2 separate regions of the Sus scrofa genome follow, and region 1 is linked to region 2. Evidence: chromatin contacts called from public Hi-C data. All regions are on one chromosome and are shown on one strand. Each heading gives the region's core, a stretch centred on a gene start, on an enhancer-like site or on the middle of the called end of the contact. The rest is flanking DNA. Distances are from core to core; before and after follow the strand shown. Region 1 holds the start of MEAF6 (MYST/Esa1 associated factor 6). Region 2 holds the start of ZC3H12A (endoribonuclease ZC3H12A).

What was found. A called contact is a pair of places that touch in the nucleus more often than the background predicts.
Region 1: a contact with region 2 is called in a Hi-C map of liver, with 3 times the contacts expected there. The contact joins the promoter of MEAF6 here to the promoter of ZC3H12A in region 2. A contact is called at or near these places in 2 of 47 Hi-C or Micro-C datasets (liver and skeletal muscle) and 1 of 2 datasets of contacts at active chromatin or transcription factors (alveolar macrophages).

Annotation. Positions count from the first base shown.
Region 1 is chr6:93,585,472-93,590,545 of Sscrofa11.1, forward strand. MEAF6 (MYST/Esa1 associated factor 6) reads right to left here and starts at 3,511. Exons shown (of 7, transcript NM_001243456.1): 1 at 3,421-3,511; 2 at 1,867-1,982. The coding sequence starts at 3,510.
Region 2 is chr6:93,538,431-93,543,824 of Sscrofa11.1, forward strand. ZC3H12A (endoribonuclease ZC3H12A) reads left to right here and starts at 2,904. Exons shown (of 6, transcript XM_021095963.1): 1 at 2,904-3,028; 2 at 3,884-4,350. The coding sequence starts at 3,956.

The sequences.
Region 1 (5,074 bases), core at 2,261-4,760, 48 kb after region 2:
AGTTGAGGATCCGGCGTTGTCACCAGCAGTGTGGGTTAGATCCCTGGCCTGGGAACTTTCACATGCCAAGGGCATGGCCAAAAAAAAAAAAAGAAAAAGAAAAAAGATAATGTCATAAAAAAATTCACCACCAAAAAGGGAGAGACGCTCCTAGTAAGAGACTAAAGAGACATAACAGCCAAAAGCAATGCACGAACACTAGCTGCATTAAAAAAAAAAAAAAAAGGTGGCAATGCATCTGGGGGACAAATCAGGGACATCTGAATAAGGACTGTGTATGAAATAATACTATTAATGTAGTGCTAATTTTCTAGGCATGATAATAAGTGGTTATGTAAGAAAAAAAGTTCTGGAGTTCCCGTCGTGGCGCAGTGGTTAACGAATCCGACTAGGAACCATGAGGTTGCGGGTTCGGTCCCTGCCCCTTGCTCAGTGGGTTAACGATGCGGCATTGCCGTGAGCTGTGGTGTAGGTTGCAGACGCAGCTCGGATCCTGCGTTGCTATGGCTCTGGCATAGGCCGGTGGCTACAGCTCCGATTCAACCCCTAGCCTGGGAACCTCCACATGCCAAGGGAGCGGCCCAAGAAATAGCAACAACAACAACAACAAAAAGACAAAAGACAAAAAAAAAAAAAGTTCTTATTCTTAGGAGGTAATTGCTGACACAATTAGGGGCAAAGTGCCACAGTTATCTGTTTTTAACTTTTAAGTGCTTTAGCAAATAATTATAATATGTATAATTATCATATATATAATATAAATGTATAAATACATATTTCATATATGTACGGAAGAGGAGATATAACTAACTACAAAGGAGTAGCACGAGAGAGCTCTTCGTGGTGAGAGAATAGTTCTGTATCTTGACTGCAGTGGTGGTTACAGGAATCTATAGACATGATAAAATGACAGAACTACATATACACATTGTACCAGTGTCAATTTCCTGCTTTTGCTATTGTACTATATGGTTATGTAAAACCCAACCACTGGGGAAAACTGGGGGAAGGGTACATGGGACCTCTCTTACTATTTTTGCAACTTCCTATGTGTCAATTTAAAAAAAAAAAAAAAAAACTTAAGCATAGAAATAGTGGTGTGTGTTACTATATATTAAGAGGGAGAAAGAAGAGAGAGAAAGCAAATGTGGCAACAAGTTAACAATTGCTGAATGCTGGTAAGGGGTATCAAGAGATCAACTAGTCTTTCAAGTACTCTGCAGATTTGAGAAATTTCCAAAAAGTTTAGCAAGTTTAAAAAAATTTTTAGGAGTTCCCGTGTGGCTCAGTGGTTAACAAATCTGACTCCGATCCATGAGGATGCAGGTTCAATCCCTGGCCTCGCTCAGTGGGTTAAGGATCAGGCATTTCTGTGAGCTGTAGGGTAGGTCACAGGAGTGGTTCAGATCCTGTGTTGCTATGGCTGTGGTGCAGGCCAGCAGCTACAGCTCTGATTGAACCCCTAGCCTGGGAACCTCCATATGCTGCAGGTGCGGCCCTAAAAAGAAAAAAAAAAAATTTTTTTTTTAGAAAGAATATTACTAAATGAAACTGTGATACAGTTGCCACACAGGTATAGCAAATCTTGGGACTCATGACATGACAGGAGTGTATTACATGCTGTATTTCATTGAAGCATTGCACAACCCTGTGCCATTGGCGGGACTTCTCCGACTGTGTGGGGCTGGTGTAGAGTTTATCTGGGATTACCCAGGAGTGGCTGAGCCAGAGTCCAAGCTCAAATGCAGACCTCTTTCCACCCCACTTTACTACTGCCTCCCTGCAAAGCCACTACCAAGAAATTACCCAGTCCTAAGCACAAATATTACAAGGACATCATACAAATACTACAGGCTTGACACTCACTTTTGGTTGGTCAGATACCGATCCCAGCCACGAATAATATTGCCATACATCTGAGTGTCTTCCAGGTAGCTTCCTTCAAAAGCATAGATCTGTCTCTCTAAGTTTGCCAGTGTTTCCTGAGTGACGAAAAATAAGGAAGTGGTTAATACCTTTTACATGCTTGCATTAAGCCTAACCAAAATGAACTTTTTTTTTTTTTAAGGGCCACACCTGAGGCATTTGGAAGTTCCCAGGCTAGGGGTCGAATCAGAGTTACAGCCGCTGTCCTACGCCACAGCAACTCAGGATTCCAGCCGAAGTCTGCAACCTACACCACAGCTCAGGCAACACCGGATCCTTAACCCACGGAGTGAGGCCAGGGATCCAACCCGCATCCTAATGGTACTAGTCAGATTCGTTTCCGCTGAGCCGCGACAGGAACTCCCAAATTGAAGTCTATATCAGACTTATAAATTCAAGCTCAACTACACCAAACCAGCCTTGCGGAGGGAGGAATGACACGGGCAGGGGCAGGGTGTTTCACACTAAGGCAGTCTATACCTGTCTTGTATCCCTTGAGGACAGAATGGAATAGAGAGAGCCTGTCCCCAGAAAAATGTACAAAAGTTTGTATATACTCAGAGGCTTCGTGGAAACCCAGCTGTCAAGAACCCGGGCGGAGGAAAAAAAAGAGCAGTCTCCACTCCCACGCATAAAAGGTACTGCTACCAGGAGAGGGAAGGGTAAGCAGCCTTCCAGCGCCAACTGGCTCCCCTCCCCGTAGGCTCCGAAAGGCCGCCAGCACTGGGCTGCCGGTTGCTATGGAAACCTGGAAGGGCAGCTTCAGGTGAGATGGGCCTCCCGGTGCCCAAGCCAAAACGCGAGGGGAGGGAGGGCTTAGCCGCCACGGTCCAAGGGACCCGGGCTGCGTGTCACAATTCTTAATTCCCTAACCGAGTCCGCTCCCCTCGCCTGTCACCTCCTAAGATGTTCCCAAACACATCACATCCCTGCCCATCAAAAACCCCATCTAACGGATCTACTCCTAGTCCCCAAAAGGACGAGACCCTCCATCCTCCAAAGACCAGGCAGGATGTGTGAGTGTCCCTCCCACACTCGCCTCCTACCCCACCACCCCACCTAAAGCCCACCAGCAAGCCCGGACCAATCTACAGCCCACCGATCCGCCCGCCCCGCACTCCTTAAAGATCATGGACCCGCTCGCCCTCGCCTACCCCGCAGAGCTCACGGTTACTCGCTTTAGCAGGGCTGCAGCACAGAAGCCCCCACCCCCTGGCGCCATCCTTCCTCCACGCCCCCGCCCGCCTAGTCCCCCTCCCCCTCCCCGGCTCCGCGCCCCGCCCCCAGCCCAGGCTCCCGGCTCCGGATCTGCACCGCCTGGAAGCCGAGGCGCCGGCGGGCCGCGCACTGCGCAGCCGTCCTCAGGCCGCCGGACTCCCGGGCGCCGCGCTGCGCCCACCGAGTAACGAACCGCCCGGCGCGGCGGAGCCGGGGTCTGGAGGCAGGGGCAGGCACGGGGTCCCCACCCGGGCGCCCCCCGGTGCTAGCCCTCACCGCCAGCTCCTGCTTCCGCTTCACGAGCTCTGCCAGCTCCCGCCGGGTGTCCGGGATCTGCGGCGGCGCCGCCTTGTTGTGCATCGCCATGTTGGGCTGAGGCGGGCGGCAGCGGCGCCAGGCTGGGGGCGGTCCTAGCGCGCCGCCGCCCGCCAGGGGGCGCCCGCCTCTGCACTGCGCCTGCGCAGGCGACTTCCGGAGGGGAGCCCCGCCGCGCAGAACTCCCGCGCGCGCGCGCGTGCGCGCGCCCTGCCAAAAGAACCCCACTGATGGGTTCTGCTTTTGGTCCTAACCGCGTTTCTACACCGCAAATTCACCGTGTCCAAAATCAGACTTATCCGCAGTCTCCTCAGTGAATGACTTTCACTGTCCACCGAATTGCCCAGGTCGGAAACCTGGGTACCATCCTCACCCTCCTTCACCCCCTTAATCCAATCCAAAACCAATTCCTGTGGACTCGACCGCAGAAGAGCCCGCAAATTATTTTCTTTTGTCTGCCACCTCCTTCGTTCATCCAGGCCCTCCCTATTTTAGGTACATTATTCCAGGAGCTCCCGTTTCCACTCTTAGCTCCATTTAATCCATTATTCACAGTGGTGCCAGGATGATTTGTTTGGGGAAAACAAATGTGTTACTCCCCTGCTTAAAACCTTTCAAAGACTTCCCGTTGCCCTTTAGAGAGACAAACATGTGTGGTGGTTAATGACACAAACTAACTACCTAGTTCAAAATTCTACCTCTACCATTGATAAGCTGTCCCACCCTGGGCAGGTAACTCAATTTCACTTGGCTCAATTTCCTCCTCTATAAAATGGAAGTAATAATAGCTCCTACCTAATACAATTTCCATAAGGAATTAATCACTTAAGGTAAGTGCTTGGCAAGTAAGCACTACTTAAGTCAAATCATTAAGCCTGATATTGTTAACTTTGTTTTCATCTCCCCCCTGTTTATTTCTCCTCTCCATTTTTCAGGGTTCTGCAATTTCATTAGAAATCCAGGTAGGATTTTTTTTTTCCATTTTGCTTGCTTGCTTGCCTGCTTTCCTTCTTTCTTGCTTTCTTTTTGCTTTGCTTTGAAAGTCTCTGTGTTTCTTCAGTCTGTGTATTTGTACTTTCACCAGTTCTGGGAAATTCAGCTATCTTTCCTAGGATATCCTCTACCTCAGTTTCTCTCTCCTTCTAGAATTCAGATTAAATTTAAGAATCCTTTTTTTTTTCTCTCTCTACTGCATTCTGTTACATGTTGATCTTGTAACCCAGGGTCTCGCTGAACTCTCTTATTGATTCTAGGTTTTTTGGTAGATTCTGTGGGATTTTTGTTGTTGTTGTTAGGGCTGCACATGCAGCATATGGAGGTTCTCAGGCTAGGGGGTCTAATCAGAGTTGCAGCCATGGGCCTATGTCACCGCCACAGAAATGCCAGATCTGAGCAATATCTGCAACCTACACCACAGTTCATGACGCCTGAGCGTGGCCAGGGGTCAAACCTGCATCCTCATGGTTACTAGTCAGACTTGTTTCCATTGAGCCACAACAGGAACTCCTCTTTGGGATTTTTAAAGTAGACAATAAATTCATCTGCAAATAGGGAGATTTATTTTTTTCCTTTCCAACCTGTGTGTTTTTGTTTCCTTTTTTTGCCTTACTGTGCT
Region 2 (5,394 bases), core at 1,654-4,153:
AATAATATATGTTTCAAACAAATCCTCCAATAATCTTGTCAGTAGTCCAGATATATTTCACTGCATTTGCGTATGTGATGAAAGAGTTAATGTCAGGAGTTCTCTGATGGCCTAGTTCTCGCCGCTGTGGCTCTGGTTGCTGCTGTGTGGTGTAGGTTCAGTCCTTGGCCCAGGAATTCCCATATCCTGCCTGTGTGGCAAAAAAGAAACAAAACACAAAACAAAAACAAAAAACAAGAAAGAACCTGAAATAAATGTTGCAACTCTCATCTAAAAGAAAAGAAAGAGTTAACTTGTTCAATTAATTTTTTTTTCTTTTTTTTTTCAGCCACACCCACAGCATATGGAAGTTCCCTGGCCAGGGAGCAAATCCAAGCCACAGATGGGCCCTATGCCACAGCTGGGGCAACAATGGATCCTTAACCCACTGCTCCAGACTGGGGATTGAACCTGTACCACCACAGAGACAACACTGGATCCTTAATCTGTTGCACCACAGTGAAAACTCGATTAAATTTTAAAACACAATTCAATTTTTTCTGGCCACACCTGTGGTGTGTGGAAGTTCCCGGGCCAGGGACTGAACCCAAGCCACAGCAGTGACCCAAGCTACTTCAGTGACAACGCTGGATCCTTAACTTGTTGTGTCACCAGGGAACTCCCACACTTCAATTTTTGTAGCTCTACTGTGACAAGTCTTTTTAAAATATACTGGAAGCTGGAGTTCCCTGGTAGCCTAGTGTTTAAGGATCCGGTGTTGTCACTACTGTGACATAGGTTTGATCCCTGGCCCAAATGTATGCCATGGGCACAGAAAAGAAAAGAAAAGTAAAGAAAAAAGAAAATGAATAGAATAGAAAAATAAAATAAAATGTAAAACATACTAGGAGCTCAAAACATGAAAGGAATCTGTCCCTTTCTCCATTTCCAAGAGACCTTGTGGAACTGAACCTCTGCAAAACCACTCTGCTAAGGCTCGGGGGCAGTCTGCCCACTCTTCCTACAGAGGTGACCTAGCTCCTGTGTGCTCCCATCTGAGCTTCCCAGTGGAGTTACCAAAGGGCAAAGTAATTCCTGGGACCTTTCCCTCTCCAACCTCTCCCCATCGCCCATCTAGTGGGTGACCATTCCTGGAACTCTGCAGACCCCGCCCAGGCTGGCCAGGTGAAGGCAGATGGCAGGAGAGCAGGAAGGCTCCAGGAAGGAAGCTGGCAAGCCAAGCCACTGGGACCGGCATGCAAGAGGCAGAGGAAGGGGTGTGGGCTCGGCACATTTGATCCAGAGGTCTCCTGGGGTTTGGGGCCGGGGTGTGCAAAATCCAGGGGTAAGTGGAGGAGGGTTTCCCCAGAGCAGCCCTGCGTTCTGCAGAAGAGAGTCAGCTTCTCGGGAAAGAGCTGCCTTTACAAGCCGGAAGAGAGCGAGACTGCAGCTCACTCTGGGAGGACACGGAGCTGCGTGACTCATCCCCCAGCCCTGCTGGCTCCCACTGGCACAGTGCTGGGTAGCACGGGGCCAGGGATTACAGGCGGAGTCCCAGCCCGGCCCTGGCCCCGGAGGCGGTCCAAGCAGGCAATCACAATCCAGCACGTAGGGACACAGGCAGGGTGCTGTGGGAGCACTAAGGAGGAAGCAACTCAGCACCAAAGGAGTCTGGGCAGGCCTCACAGAGGAGGTGACATCATCCAAAAGAGGAACAGAATTGGCCAGGCAGCTGTAGCCAGGGAAGAAGGGGAGAGCACTCCTGGGCCGAGGAGGAGAGATGCAAAGGCACGGAAGTGTCTGCAAGGCGTTGGCACCGTGCCTGCCGCCCAGTGAGTCCTCCATAAATGCGAGGCATTATCGCTGTGGTTGACTATCATCATTATGCTGATTAATCTGGACTCATTTAATATTCTTACTATCTTAAAGGGAGTTACTACACATGAGCACATGTCTAAATATACAGCACTTTTCACTGAACTTTTCTCAACTCTAAAAGTGGCCCTTGTGTGAAGATTAAGGCTACCGGCACACACAGTGCTCAGCAGGAGTGGTGGGGAGCACAGAGAGGAGCCCAGCCCTGGATGTGATCTGGGGGAAGGCTTGTTTTCTCTCTCTCCTGGAGGCCAGCTCCTGGGGTTGCTGTGCCTGGGGGGCACTGACGTGGAGATCCTTCGGGGTCTTTAAAGATGACCAGGCAACAAAGCAGGGAGTTAGCTAGGTGGGGTCACTGGTGATTTCAAAAGTGACATAGGTGGCACCTGGTGCCATGGAACTGGAGCTCCTGGTGCTGCTTGCAAGTCTTTCCAGCTGGGACAAGGCAGGTTGTACCTGCCTTTCTATCCCAGCAAGGTCCTTATTTCAGAAAAAAAAAAAAAAAAAATGTACTTGGCCCTGGGTGGGGCCCCACTTCTGTGTACCTGCTCCAGTCACGGTTACCTGTTGAGTCTTCCTGTCTCAATGAGAAAGGTGCCCGCCTGGGTGTACCTGTCTTTATAACCATGGCTCTGCCTCCCGTGGTGTGTGGACCAACCTTTGTGCACTTGATTCACTCGATGCACCCCAGACTGTACCTTCCGCATACTTAAGTCTGAACGACCGCAGCTATACCTGTGTTGTACTGCCGTACTCTCGGTCAGCCCGCGCCAGACTCGGATCGCTTACCTGGTCCAACCTGGGCTTACCTTATGCCTGTTGGCCGTACACTCCTGCCCTGCAGATCGCGCCGCCCCGGGGGCGCCTCGAGGCTCAAATAAGGGGCTGCGAACGGCGACCGCTGACCACATTCCTGGCCGGGCAGAGCGCGCTCCGGCTGCGGGGGCGGGGCCGGAGGCCAGGGCGGGGCGGGGCGGCGCAGGGGGCGGAGCAGGAAGGGGCGGTGGCCGCTCCGCCCCCTGCCGCTCGGGCCGGCTCTCGCCTCCCCTGCCCAGCTTCCGCGTCACGGTCCCGAACGCCACCTGCCCGCCCACCCGCCCGGTATAAAGGCGCCGCCGGCCTAGCCTCCGGGACTCGGCCCCATGGAGACGCCGCCCGCCGCGGCCGGCGCACGGTGGGGTGAGGCGCGCGCGCGCGCGCGCGGCGGGGGCGCGGACCTCGGGGCGGGCGGAGGGGGGGTGGGGTGGGCGCAGGCTGGGACTGACCGGAGCCGGAGGGACGTGGGGCCTGTCCCCTCCGGCCTCGCCGGTCCTCGGGACCGCTTCCAACTTAGCCCAAGTTGGGGGATCCTGGGAGTAGGAAGACCGAAGTCTGGAGGGGGAGCCGAGCGAGAGGCTCTGGGCCGGGACAGCCTCCGCGTCACCGAGCCCGGAGGCCAACCAGAGTTTCCCGGCAACTTTTCTCGCTGGTGGTGGGTCGCCCCGGAAACTTCCCCTCCCCCGGTCCGGGCGTCTGGCCACTGGCCCTCCGCCTCCTGAGCCTGGGTTCCAAGCACGCGGCAGACGGACTGGAGAAGACGATGGTTGATGGTTTCGACGGGGAACCCCCGCCCCCCTTCTAGCGCACTTGCAACCCAGCGGGTTTCCATCTGAAAACCCCGCCCCGCGGCTGTGGGGGCGCGGCGAGGCCCTCGAAGGCCACCCGCGACTTCTGGGTCCCTGAGTTTGTCGAGGAGGGGGAGGGCTGAGGGTAGAGGGGGAGGAGTAATCAGACTGCCTAAGTTCAAATCCTTGCCCCACCCGCTAACAGCTGGATGACCTTGAGCAAGTTCTTACTGTCTGTGGCTCAGTTTCATCCTTTATGTAATGGGACTTGAGGATCCCTCCCTGGGAGGGCTTTTGGAGGAATAACAGAGGTAACACCCCCAAATGGCTTTTCATACTGCCCCTAGTGTGGCCTCATCCTCTTGGATGGGGTGGGAGTTGGAGAGAATCATTCCCCGTCCCTAACTTTTGTGCTTGTCCTCCAGGAGCTGTGACAAGTGCCTTTCACCAGTCTGAGCTGTGAGTGGCCAGTGGAAAGAGGCCCACCCGGCCCCACCATGAATCTGTGGGAACTTGAAGACCACAAAAGCTGCCGAGAGACCCCAAGGCCGGCCCAGGAGCCCACTGCCGAGGAGGTGATGACCACGGAGCTACAGATGAAGGTTGACTTCTTCCGGAAGCTGGGCTACTCCTCTGCCGAGATCCACAGTGTCCTGCAGAAGCTGGGGGTCCAGGCAGACACCAACACAGTGCTGGGCGAGCTGGTGAAGCATGGGTCAGCGGCCGAGCGGGAGTGCCAGGTGTCACCGGACCCCTGCCCTCAGCTGCCTCTGGTCCCCCGTGGTGGGGGCACCCCCAAGGCTCCCACCGTGGAACCCTCACCCTCTGAGGAGGACAAGGAGGGTGGTGACCTGAGGCCCGTGGTCATCGATGGGAGCAACGTGGCCATGAGGTACATGTCACTTCTGTGGCCAAGACGGTGGCCGGGAATGGTGGCCCTGTGTCTCTGCACCTCTGGTAGAAAGGACCTTAGGAAGGAGTTTGACCTCGTCTCAGACCGGTCTGGAGGCAGGGAAAGCCCTTTCTGGGGGCCCTTCTGTGTGCCTGGACGCTCTCTTAGTCCTCACGGCTTCTTGGGAGTGGGTTTCAGGATGTTTTAGGGACTCAGAGAGTTGCTCAGGGTCACACTACTGTTAAGTGCCAGAGCAGGGATTTGAGCTCAAGTCTTTATTTCTCCAGAGCAGCCTTAGGCTCTTTGTGAGGGCCAGCACTTGGTCTCGGTTTCTCTCCTGTGACAAGGTTAAGGGATCAGGCCTTGGGCTCCAGCCCGCCCCTCCAGGAGGCTCCTTCCCTCCTCCCAGAGATGGGGCTAACCCACCCCTCAGGCTGTGAGCTGTGAGCAGTAAGCGCACAGAACCTGGAGAGAAGTAAGAGCTTAGTAATCTGTAGTAGTGGTTGTTACTGTCACTGCTCTTCGGGGAGGGTCTCAGACTTCTGAGTCCTTGTTGTCCCAGACCTGGGCTCCCGAGGAAGCCGGCCCAGCTCTTGAGGGCTTTGTAGCTATGACCGAGAGTAACCTTGAGGATCTGGCTCTATCTACATCGGGTGTGTGTGGCTGGCCTGATGCTTTGGCTTCAGGGGAGCTGTGACTTAGGTCCCCTCTGCTTCAGCCTGAGCCACTTGGGCTGGACAGGGCTCCGGGGGCTCCCTGGGGGCCAGAGCCAGGACTCAACCCCAGGAACCACCCCCCCTGTCTCCCCAGCAAGGCTCTCACAGGGAAGGGGGCACAGGGCTGCCACTGGCTCTGGGAAGCCCAGACCTCCTTTCCATCCAGGCCCTGCCCTCCGGCCCTGTTTTCTCCCAGTCCCTTCCAGGCAGGCTGCTGAGTCAGGATTGGGTGGATGGTTCACAAGGAAACGTTCCTGTGGGTGCGGACAGGGAGACCCCAGACATGGGTGTGGGGTGGGTAGGGCTTCTTCCTCAGCTTCCCTGAGGG